Regions from separate parts of the Mus musculus genome. Here region 1 is linked to region 2. The links are chromatin contacts, called in public HiChIP or PLAC-seq maps. All regions are on one chromosome and are shown on one strand. Each heading gives the region's core, a stretch centred on a gene start, on an enhancer-like site or on the middle of the called end of the contact. The rest is flanking DNA. Distances are from core to core; before and after follow the strand shown.

Region 1 (6,667 bases), core at 4-2,503, 350 kb after region 2:
TGAGGTTGACTTTCTGTGAAAATTCAATTTTATATCTTGCTAAAAATTCCCGAGTGGTCTGTCCCAGATGGTTGTACATTTCTGTATACAGGACCCTAAATCTGAAAAGCCAGAAGGATATATGACTTGCTAGTAATATCCATAACTATTAATAATAATGCGACCACATGGATTTACTAAACTCATGATTTACAGACATGTAAATTCCTTTAAGTAATGTTTTCATCTCTGAAAGTGTTCTACAACAAAACAAAACAGATGTGCAGCTCAATTTATAGCATTAAGTCCTCATAACATATATTAGTCATGTCTCGTTCACTTTTGGGAGATCATGACCCACATACATGCTTTATTTTCTTCAAGAGCCTGCTTATTTTGTAGGTCTCTTGATTTCATTGTTGGCTGGAAGACTAACGATTTTGTTTTGTTTTGTTTTGTTTTTTAATATAACCTTTCTAAATCTGCTTTTCTTTTCTTTGAATGTTGGGACATTTTATCTCCTTCACAAGTGTGTTAGGATTACATTTTGAAGGTAGTTTTAATTGGCTTTGTGATTCTGAGACTTAGAGTACAGCCTTTGTATTGCTGCTTGGCATATTGATTCTTGAACCTAGGACTTTCTAGAGTGAGATGTGTCTATGACACACTAGTTAAAATATAGGTAGTAATGGGTACCACAAGACTTGCAAGATAAAGGCTAATTATAAAGGTTAAGACATAATTAGAGCTGGGCACTTCAGATCTACCCCAGATTCTAGGAAATGGGTAATCAGTAGTGTTTGAATTGTTCACCAATAGCCTTCAATTTGTGGCTACATAAGGAAGCCTCTGTAATACCTCAGAAGAGCAGGACTCTGGTGGGCTTCTGGATGGTTCTACATGTAAACATATGTAGAATGGTGTGCCTGGTGATAAAAAGTAAGCTCTTCTCTCCTCTTCTCTTCTTCCCTCCACCTCCCTCCCCTCTGTCATACATCTCTTTCATCTGGAAGTGCTTGAGCCCCCTTTTCATATTCTTTAGGGTAAACTCAACTAAAGTATGTTCCCCAAGTTTTAAGAGTGACTCTAATAAATTTATAGACTATATACAGGGGTCAAGGTAACACTGACTTATAGTCATGAAGTCAGAAGTACAGAACATAGCCTGGATTTGCAAATGACATCTAATTTGGGGAGGGTGGAGACCTTGTAGGACTGAGTCTGTGCTGTGTGATGATCTCATAAGTGAGAGGGAGGACAACCAGCTGAAGTCATTCGCATAATTGCTTGGGTGTTTGTATAGGTTCATAGAAGTGAAAGTGAAAGTATAGTGAAAATTACTGTTTTCCTTCTAAGTCATTATATTGTGCTAAAATACACATAAGATAAAATTTACTCTTAAAACCATTTATTTTTAATGCTGAAGCTGGAACGCAGAGTCTTGGCCATGTTGGGTGAGCGTTCTTCCATTGAGCCCTTGATCTTTTAGTGGAGCATGTAACTTTTGTTTTAAACATAGGATCTGGGTTCTTTTTATCCTCTATCCTTTATTCTCTTCTCAGTGTCTCCTCTCTAGAATTCTCATACAACTATGATGACTGCTTCAACTGCTGATAAATGCAATGTCCATTGATCCATTTTGAATATTCTTCATGTTTGTATAGACTCTATTGATTTTTGCTAATTATTCCATCTACAGATTTTCAGGCATGCCTCAAAGACAGATAATTCTGCCCTACTTGAACTAGCTTCAGCTCCTCTTACATCCTGCTCATTGTCCATCTGTCTTGCCATAGTTGTTTATGCAGATCAGCTAGTAGTATAAATTCACTACTGCTGTTCTCACTTGCCATGAAACGTCTTCCCCGTGTTCTTTCTCACTTGCTCTGCAAGACTACTATTGTCACCCACATTACTGCAGTGACTATCTATGACCGATGTGTTTCTAATCCAATTTCTAAATGTTATTAGTTTGAAACATTTCAACTATTAGTTTGATTTTTCTCTGACATCTTGTTGATTTTTTTTTTCTGTACAGTCTTAGAATTGGAAAAAAAAGATACCCCAGAAATGTTACAAGTCATGCAGGGTGACTGCCTGCATGGTTACTCCAGTCCAATCTCAAACCCTCTCCCACACATAATTGACTTGCAGACTTCAAGATGTAACATGCTTTGAATAGCTTTCTTTCTGTGTCAGCAACAGTGTTTTCTTTAATTTACCTGTTAAACAGTATCTGCCCACTCACATTCTTTTATTATGTTGAAAGATAATCATATAATCAGTAACTGTTTTTTATTTCATTTTTCTTATTGTCTTTTCATTGTCAGTGATCCTCGAGTAATACATTTTGGCCAGTGTTGGTTGTGCTTATACTAGATAATTGTTACATTGGGTTTATAACCTGTTTTATATATTTCACTTACATCAAGCTGGCATTTCAGGCAATTTCATTTTTCTTTGATACTAGTTTATAATCTATAGGGTCTACCAAATACAAATGTCTCTGGAAGAGAGGAATATAAAACTCTACTGTGATAACAAGTGGACACATCTCTCCCTATTTTTAATAAGTATTATATTTTGTAGTTTTGGAACTTGTAATAACTAAGTAACGACTAAAGCTTGCTTTATTTTCATGTTAATATTACTGATTCATCGTTTAAATTATTCTACTTTAGATCCTAGACATTTTTTTTTTATCTTAAAAGTCTTCTTGCTTATTGAACAGTGTTTTCCCTTTAACTCATGTTTGGGACCATTTACTCCATTGTTTTTGTTTTCTATTCTGTGTTTTCATAATTCTAAGACACATTTTTTTCTTTATAAATAGTGTATGTTTGGTATTTTTAGATACTCTGATAAGTTCTGTATTTATTGTATATTTTAGTATTTTAGATTTTTTCATATAACATGTTGTTTTGTGATACATGTCCATGTGTTCCATGTACATTTGTTATTTTTATTTATTATCTTTCCTTACTAACTGAATAATCAAGAATATTTTCCCTATTCTTTCATCTTTACCATTAGTTAAAAGTGGCTATATTTACTTATTTGTATGTGTTCCACTTCATGGCTCATCCTTGAGATTTCAAAAGCACTGCTGACCTTTTTACATTCAAGTTCAATACCAAAACCATGAACTAGCTTAGCGTCACTCCTGGCTTTATGCTATGATGATATCCTCCACCACCCATGTTGTACATCCTAAGACACGAGAGATATTTCTTTTAATCAACAAGTACTTTTTGCTGGCTATCTAAAATATCATCCTTTTTATTCTTGGTCTGGAATCACTTTTCATTCAGCCTGAAAAGTTCCCTGTAGTGCTGCGTACTCAGCCCTTGCCGATTTTAGCTGATAACAATATTTTCATCACAATCTCAGGAGGACGTTTCACTTCTAAAATCTGCAAAGACTTCCATTGTTTATAAGTTCCTTAAAGTCTCCTAGCACTTAGCACATTTCATACTGACTTGAGAATTTCTGAGGATGAGTCAGCCATCACTTTTACAGTTACCGCATGAATGGAACCCTTTGGTCCCCGCCGTGGACTTCATTTTATTTATCCCCCATTCATTTTGTGAGATTCTGGAGTATGTGGATTGATACTTTAAAGTTCCAGAAAAACATGGTTCACTATTGGTTCAAATATATCTTTGATGTGAAACGCTGCGATTGCATGCTAGAACACCCCTGTACCTCTTGCCTCCACACTCTATTGTATTCTTTCTGTGTTTTTTCTGTTTCTGTTTTCCGTTTTTACTGACCATTTTCATAGTTCATTCATTCTGTTTCCTTCTGTCGAGTTCACTCCTAGCTTTATCGAACTAAGTTGCGTGTTTTCAATATTGTAATTTTTAAAAAATTATACATGTCTACTTGAGGGTTATTTATGGTGACTACTACCTATAGTTTTCATTCTTTCCATCAAATTTGTCAATCTTTACCTTAACTCTTAATAACATATTGATCTTAGTTATTTTAGCGTTCTCCTTGGATAACTTCCATCTCTGGGTCATTTGTTCATCCGCTTGTATTGCACAGTTCTCGTCTTGATGGATGGTTATATTTTCCTGCCTCTTTGCATGACTAGTACCTTCTGATTGTATGCCAGATCGTGCGTATAGAACAATTGTAAAAGCTTCACTGCTGTGATTTATCTGGTGAGGGGAGGGTTTTCCCTTGAGAGTCTAATCATTTTGGGCCAGTCCAAGACACAGGAAGATGGTCTTGGTTTCTGGTTTACTTGTGACAATTCACTTTGGTCTATCTCTGTTTCTTGGGCATGCCCCATTGGACCTTCTGAATCAGAGTCGGAAAGACATTTGTCTCCCTTCCTCTGAAAGAGTATGTGAGATCAACTTTAGGTTTGGATTGTACACAATCTCAGAAGGATGTCAAGTAAATGCATGCAGTGGACTCTTAACAGCACTTTGATTCATAAACACACACAATGCAAACAGTTTCATGCTGCCCTTCAGCCCCACCTTCATCTTTGACCACTTAGCTGTGTAAATTTGACCCATGGTTAACAGAATACATTTATGGCTTTTCTAATAGTCATGTGTTACATTACATCTGTGCTGGCTTTTTTAATAGTCACATGTCACACTACATTTGTGCTACACACCTAATAACTTTATCCTTCTTTCAGCAAAGTATCTCTCGTCACCATGCTCTCTCAGAACACACACACACACACACACAAAACTCTTAAGAAATAATCCATCAGCAATCACTTAGGTAGGTAAAGTTCATCGGGAAATTAATTTATCCAGTCATTATATAAGAGCACTCCAGTGTCTTGAGATATAAGCAATTATTGTAAATTACCAGTTCCATGTCTTATCCAGACATAGAACTCACAATCAGGGCTTTTCTGGTTATGTTTTTCAAGTGTATTTGTAATGCAGTAATAATCTGTGTAGCTCCGTCATTGGACTTAGTTGAGAATAATGATGCTTTGTAGAGATGTGTGGAACCTTGGATATTGGAGGTATAAGTTTTGTTTCTCTGCCTTACAGACTCTAAATATTCTAGGTCACTATCCCCAGACTTGTATCTATGCTGTGCAGCAGGTGTAGTGGACACATGATATGAAAATTTTATGAGCCCAAGATGATTAGAATTTAGAACTTGCATTCTTCTCTCCTTGATTTCTTATAGTCCCCATGGTCTCATGAAGTGTTATCAGCTGAGATGTTTGAGGTGGCTTGTTGAAGAGGTTTTCCAGTGTTAACTCTCTAATAGCAAGGTGTAATGTATTGATGCAACTGCAACTTTGACTCTGACAGGAATTAATCAACCAATCCTGCTGCTGATAAGACTTTCACTCCCCCTCAATCTTTGATTGCATTGACTGATTTTTGGCACTTGGTAACATGCATAAGTCACTGTTCCTGTTTTCAGAATTAGTTCAATTTAATAACAGGTGGTACCTGAAACCCATCTTTCTGTTGAGATTCTCTAATTTGAAACACTAACTACTGCTTTCTCCCCTAAAAGTGGATGAAACTTTCCATTCAGTGAAAATGTGACAAAACTGTGGTAAGCTATGGCAGTGTGTTAGTTTGCTAGGTCTGTAAACACACTAAACTGCAAGTCCAGGTTTATCGCCATAAAAGCCTTGTTAGTAACACTGACACTCCCATTTCAGAGTTTCTCGTACTCACTACCACACGTCCTCATTAAGCTGCTCTTCATCACATTTTCTTTCCTATTTGTAACTTCTCTGTGACTCCATGAACAATGTGTTAATGAAATCTCACTGTTCTTTACAGTTTATTTCGAGAGAAGACAGTATAACAATTTCTTATAAGATTTCTTTTCTGAATCTAATTAAAATTGAGAACATCAATTCTTACTTTTATGGATCAGTTTTTTAAAGTTCACAGTGATAAATTTAGTTTTACTTTCAAAACTTAAATAGAAACTTTTGCTGTATTTTTTTATAATTGTATATAAGCTTTTAAATGTTTTCTTGTGAGTTAGAATTAATTGGCAAATGTTTTGGAAGCCATATGCCTTGTATATTCAGCATTATACTTTTCTTTCTTTTCTTGTACAGTGCATTTGATAATTTAAATAAAGCTTTATTTTAGTTCTTGGCCAGTGAGGAATAGTGAAGAATTACAGTTGTGTCAAGTCAGGGTCTAGGAACTTTGTAGGAAGCTTCTTATTTTCCTCCCATGCAAATATTACTTAACAGTGATATAAATAATTTAGTAGACTTTGACATATGGTTCTAGGTTTTAATGAGCATTGTATAACTGCCTAGGAAATACAGAATATAATAAGATGTAATCTTAGTTTTTTGCTTATTTAGTATATTCCACGTGTTTGCAAAGGTAGCGATTTGATAGTTTTTTATGTACCCCAAACAAACTAGATCCCTTTGCCAGGAACAAAACTATATTTATCCACGGTCTTTGGTATTGCTTGCTTCTGTCTAGTGTTAACTTTGATGGTTTTCCTTCCCTAGTCCCACATTCGTATATTCACCACCTTAAACAAAGGTACGTCCTTCTGTCATTTCATGTATCATATATAATGACTAATGTTTACTTACCCTTTTCTCCTATAGAATGTATTAAGAGTTTATACCAGTTTTTCTGTTCTGACCCACATGGTTTCACCCACTCACACACACATGCATACCACCACATACTATTACACAAATTTT
Region 2 (6,043 bases), core at 1,944-4,443:
GCCTGGCTTGTGACGTTCCAGAAAGAAGCAAAGATTCTATTAGGACAGTTTGTATAAAATTTTAGATTAAGAATCTCTGGTAGGAGAATGCTTGCTTTACTGGGACAATTGGTGCTAGTTAGAAATGGCTGAAGAGTCAGTTGTGGTTAATAAGATACCAGCATCATTGAGGTGATATATTCTGAGAAGTATTTTCTCAGGGTCAACACACAGACAATGTGGTTCAGAGGGGGTCAAGGCTGCATCTCGGGCTGGTTTCTGAATTTGGTAGTGGGTAAGAATATTCTACATCTCACTGGGTTTGGAGACATAAAGGGATCATAGACAGTAGATGCAGCTAGGTGACATTTAGTAATCCCAGTAGAGAAACAAGGGTATCACTAACAAAGGAGTTGCCTCAGCTGTAGTGGAGACCCTAGGAATAAAGTGTTGTAGAGAGAGGTGAGGCTTGACACCTTCAAACTGGGTTTGAGTCCACAAAGAATGCCCAGGAGAGGCAACCTCTGTTGCAATGCAGACCTCAGCACATTGGAGATGCCAGGAGTGTGGGGTGACCACCAAGGACACTGGGATGTGTGGAGTGGAGCCAGCATAAGTTTACAAGGCAAGCTGTGAGTGCTGACAGGAGCAGGGCGGGGGAGGTGGAGCTGCTTCCTCTGTACCCCAGAGCACTGTAAGGGCTTGATGACAGGCACGGAGCTGTTTACATTTGTTTCAGTCTGACTGTTCCTATGTCCTGGATACCTTTGGCTAATGTTTTAATCACGGCAGTAGAAACCAAACTAGGCCACTCACTGAAAGATTAGAGCATGTCTCATTAGGGAGGGATTTAGGGATGCTACTAAGGTAAGCCATGGAAGGAATCGTTTCTTTTGGTAGCTTTGCTTTGATGTCCTGTGGGTCCAGGATATTGTCACTGGGGAAGAAAGTAGCCGCCGCTGTTCTCAGTATGCTCCTTCTCAGCACATTGAGATTTCTTCTGCCAGCAGTTTCCTGGAGTGGCCACTACAGCTCAGTATGGTGTATGGCTTACAAATGGTGCCACACTGCCAGCTTTCTTTTACACTGGCTAACCTCCGTTATTAACAAGTTTTGAAATAGTCCCATCATGTAAAACTTCTCACATGCACCCTTGACATTAGTGTCCACCTCCATTCCTGTCCCCAGGCAACCTCTGAGCCCATGTGCTTTAATTTTTCTAAAGTTTCATGTAAGTGGAATAATTTAGAATGTTGTCACTGTTTTTTCTGCATGCTTCTGACACTCAATCACGTTTGCTCATTAACTTTGAAAGCCGTTGATAAACTTTAAAAAGTATCTATGCTATATAGCCAGAAATATATGACTTCCTTTTAAAAAGTTTACTTAATGTTACTGAGTTAAAAAAAAGTTCTTAAAAGTATGCTTATTCTTATACATAATGTTCTTTATAATTTTAGGTCCTGGCTTTTATGATATCTCAACCAACATTGTAAAAGCCCAGGTTAAAAAACCCTGCTTGAAGAAACAACCGAAAACTGGATTTGGTTCTTCTGTGCCTCGAACTTTGTTCACAGCTCAGAAAAAAGCTTTCCGTGGTCCTGGGCCTAGTGATTATCAGGTGATAGGTTTCTAGCAAGACACTCATTTTTTCATTTTACTTTATTTTATTTATGATGTAATAATAGAATTGCTAGGCAAGTATGGTAAGCTCTTCTTATTACAATATTCTATGTGTCATAAAAAGTAGAAGACTGATCACAGTCAGCAGATGAATTACAGCAGAAGAAAAAAAAATCCAAACCAAAATAAAAATCCATACAAACTGAAGTTCTAGAGATCACAAACATCATGTTTGATAAAAGTCTGCACTAAAGTTATGTTCAAGGAAAAGTAGTCGGGAAAGTGAAGGCTCAGAGCTTCAGACAAAGCAATGGGCATATTTGCTACAGAATAGTTGAGATTTAGGGAGAGTTAACCAGATGGCCAGTTTAAAAATGGTAAGTGTTCTAACAAGGAGAATGTTCTTTGTGGGTAAGGCAAGCAGTAGGGACCAGTAGTTAAGAATGGGAGCTTGAGATTTTGATTCAGTGGAGGAATTAGTTTATTAATTAGGTTTTGGTTTAAGACAGGCTTATGCAATATAGTTTTATAATATATAATATGTAATTATATAGTATTATAGATTATGCAGAAGTATATATAATATAATTATATAACTATAGTATATTTTATGAGAATTTTTATTATAAACTCACTAGAAATGGTACTGGGTTACACAACAGCATTTAAAACAGTGTGTGTGTGTGTGTGTGTGTGTGTGTGTGTGTATGTGTGTGTGTTCACATGCCATGTGATATCTGTGAGGGCCAGAGCATAACTTGCAAAGGTCAGCTTTCTACCTTTACCATATAGGTTCTTGAGATGAACTTGAGCCTCAGCCTTGCCAGCTGATCCTTTCCCTGCTTAGCCACCTCCTTGGCCACAAGTGACATTGTTTCTCATCACTCAGGATTTATGTTTATTGATGATGCTTGGGAAATGGAAGGCATAAATAACCCAGAAACAAGTGAAACCTTACATCCCATTTTTATTTTTATAACTGACTTTAAAACACTATGTCCCAAATTCAGAGTATTACAATGTGAAATGGCTGACTGTTTGCAGGAATGGTTTCCTAAGCTGGTTGTCATTGCAGTGTCTAAGGACGTTTTAAAATCTTGATGCTCTGGTCATAGCTTGAAGCAATTAAGCTGGAATCAGATTTTGCAAGTGTTGACTCTGGGTGGTATGATTAAGACGAGGCATCAGCACTGGCAGGGAAGCAAACCACTATATGATATGTTTGAGAATTTAAAGGCAGGAATTACACGTTTAATTCAGTGCTCCGAATTAAAATTTGCATTTTATTGTACATAAAACATATGATTAAACATTATGTTTTCAGCTTTCTAAATTTTTGAAGCGTATTTTTACAGATTTGTTTTCTAAGCAGACACCTTCAGCATTTGTTTTCTATGTAAATGTTTTATTGCTTTTGCACATTTTTTCACAGTTCCCTTTTCAGTATTATTTTGTAGCAAGCAACGTTTAAAGCTCTTCTACCCTTGCCTCAAGCAGAGCTCATGCTAGCTGCCCATCCTAAAAGACTTAGGTCCCTTATACACCTGCTTTTGCCCACAAGGAAGCTGCGGTTTGCTGGTATCTAATGGCCCCACCCTTCTGCTCTCCATGGTGCCCTCTGAGCAAGGAGAGTTGTCACCGTCTGCTGCTGAGGGCTGTGTCAGGATGGGTAAAACCTTTTGTCTCCAGCTCAGGAGCCTTGACTCTTCTGTTAGTACCTAAAACTAGCCGTACTTGCCAACTTGGAGCAGGATATCATTTATAGACATTTTTATTTTATTGATTTTTTTTCTCAAAGGTCCCCCCCCCCCCCCCACACACACACAGGGTATCTGAAGGTCGTCACGATAGCTATCTGGTTGCTGTCAACTTATTTCCATTAAATTCAGCAGTTTGTTAAAGAGTTGAGAAATGAACAAAGTTAATCTACCTGTGACTGCTCTACGGGTTTTTAGTCTTTTGATTGGCAGATGCTTTTTGATTTGTAAACTTCATCTCAAACATTTTCCTCATATCTTTTCACATATTTCTTCTTTGATAAAGATTCAGTTTGATATATACCCTATTTTAATTCTGATTATGAAAATAGTACATCAAGCCTACCCTAGTGGTTTTGAGGGACCTCTCATGAATTTCAGTAGTTTTTAGAAAGTTTTGCTGTGCTTTGTGTAAAATGTACCATTAGTTCATTGGTTTTAGTTCCGCTTCATGTTTTCCCATCAGAGTCCCAGGGGCATCCTTTGATCATTGCCAGCCAATAAAAACAACTAGTCTCACCATGTCTCCAACAACCCTAACTTAGAGCACTTTCATGCCATTTTGATATATTATCACATTCTAGATAGTATGTTTTAAACTCTGAATATTGTTGCTGTGCATCACCTGAATTCACGGGTATACCATTACCAGGAAATTCACTTCTTTCTGCATTTTCAGGCTATGGACTGGAGTTTTCAATGCCTCCCTGAAAGACAGGCACCTTGTGCTGCTTCTTGTTTGCCTCTGCTGCTGCTGTGTTATTGTAGGCTTGGTTTGTTTGAAAAGGCCTATTTTGTATAGATTTTGAATAACTCTTTGGATGTAAAATTTTAGGGTGCTAGTTATTTTCAGTACTTTAATGATGCCACTGTGTGGCTTCCAGTGAGAAGTGGGCTGTGCTACAGATGGATTTTCCTGTGAACCGAGTGGATGCTTTTGTGTCTCTCACTTGTATCTTTGGTATGACTAAGTGTTGCTTTCTCTTCAGTACATCTGTCTGAAATTTGCAGAGCTGTTCCATCTTTGCTTGCTGTGTGTTGTCCACTTGAAATAATTCTTGTCTGTGGTTTCTTCATATATTTCTTATGCCGTATCCTTTCCTGCTCCTGGGATCCAAGTACACACATGCGTTGGATGGTTTGTCATAGTCTGGACCTGCTGCACCTTCTGCTCCTCTTCGTGTTTGGGTGCATACATTTTCTGTTAGGAGAATCTGCAATTTTTAATTTTTTCTAAGTGAAGCTATTGAGTTATTATTTAATTTTTCTTTTTTCATTGACAAATTCTATCCATACAATATAGTCCAATCATGGCTTCTCTTCCCTCAGCCCCTCACAGATCCTCTCACCTTCCAACACACTCAATTCTGTGCCTTTTCTTACTTTCTCTTTATGAAGCAAGCAAACATGTATACATCAACAAGAGATACCCAGAAAAATCAGAATAAAAAACCACAAGAAACACACACACACACACACACACACACACACACACACACACTCTCACACACTTCATTATGCTGATCCATAGAGTTCAGGTCTTGTTTTAAAAATGAACTTTAGTTCATAACTGTGAGAGAAAGCATGCAGCACTTGTTTCATGGGCCTAGCAGGTGTATGGTAGAAAGGAGATCTACAGCCATCCCAGGTACCCTTCCTACAGCCTACCAGTGATTCACACTCTCAAATTAGTAGTAACCTTTTCTTTAATCATGATTATTATTGATATATATTTATCACATGCACACATTTAAGTACAATCTCTTGAGACTAGTTTTGTTGTTTGTGCATATATGGTTTCAGGATTGCCCACTTGTTATTGGAAAACTCTTAAGGGCCTCATCCTTGGGAGAGAGTCCAATCTCTCTCTCCCAGCAGTCATTGATTGTCTATAGTTCATTGTATAGAGGGGGAGCCCTACAATATTGTCCCTCCATGTTAGCTAGTCTACTGACATTGTCATTGATCCTGTTGTTTATGTAGCTATTTCTAGGAGAGAGCGTCTCACAGCTGACTCCCTCATATTCTAGCCCCTACAGTCTTGGTGTACCTCCTTTCATGGTGTTCCTTAGACCATAGCTTCATGAGCTGTGACGTAGCTATATCATTGATGACTGCATTGTATCCAGTTGTGGCCTTCTGTGGTGCACTCTTTGCTGTGAAGAGACAATTCTTCAATCAGGTGTGATAGTCACACTTATCTGTGGGTGTGAGGGTAAGATTAGAGTGCAGTAAGGAATTATGGGGTCTAGTAAAGTAGAAATAGTTGACAAGTTTCCAGTGACTTTGCCAGCCCTGGATATTGGTTAGGTTTTAGTTCTAGGCATGATTTCCCAGCTCTCGAGTGGGCCTTACATCCAACACGGTAGCTGTGGATTCCTACCAAGATGTGCATGGTTTTGACTGCACCTGGCTGTGCTGGCCAGCAGGTGCTTCACAGGTATCACATCTGGGTAAGACCTCTAGTTGCTTCCCTCCCTCGGCAGCCTGTACAGGATTTTCTGGTATCATGTAAGCTGGACTGAAGGGAGCAGCCTTTCAGGCTTGGTGTCCCAACTGATCAGTGACTTCAGCAATCAGAGCTTACCTTCAACCTCTGAGAAGCAACCAAAGGCCTTATCAGTAGTGTTTGTTATCTAGGGAGTCACTTGCATGGCATTGCTCAAATGTTCAAAAGTCTTTCT

What was found. HiChIP or PLAC-seq counts read pairs in DNA pulled down with a chosen protein or histone mark.
Region 1: an H3K27ac HiChIP or PLAC-seq map of large pre-B cells shows a contact between it and region 2, with 4 times the contacts expected there. The contact joins two enhancer-like sites.

Annotation. Positions count from the first base shown.
Region 1 is chr3:139,663,993-139,670,659 of GRCm38.p6, forward strand. All of the region lies in intron 12 of Stpg2 (sperm tail PG rich repeat containing 2), which reads left to right. Among named protein-coding and RNA genes, the nearest start is that of Gm32693, 110 kb to the right of the region's middle. Within about 2 kb of position 1,254, at least 6 of the 459 cell types and tissues checked have an H3K27ac peak or open chromatin away from gene starts, as enhancers often do.
Region 2 is chr3:139,307,643-139,313,685 of GRCm38.p6, forward strand. Stpg2 (sperm tail PG rich repeat containing 2) reads left to right here. Exons shown (of 14, transcript NM_198659.2): 9 at 1,440-1,600. Among named protein-coding and RNA genes, the nearest start is that of Stpg2, 100 kb to the left of the region's middle. Within about 2 kb of position 3,194, at least 8 of the 459 cell types and tissues checked have an H3K27ac peak or open chromatin away from gene starts, as enhancers often do.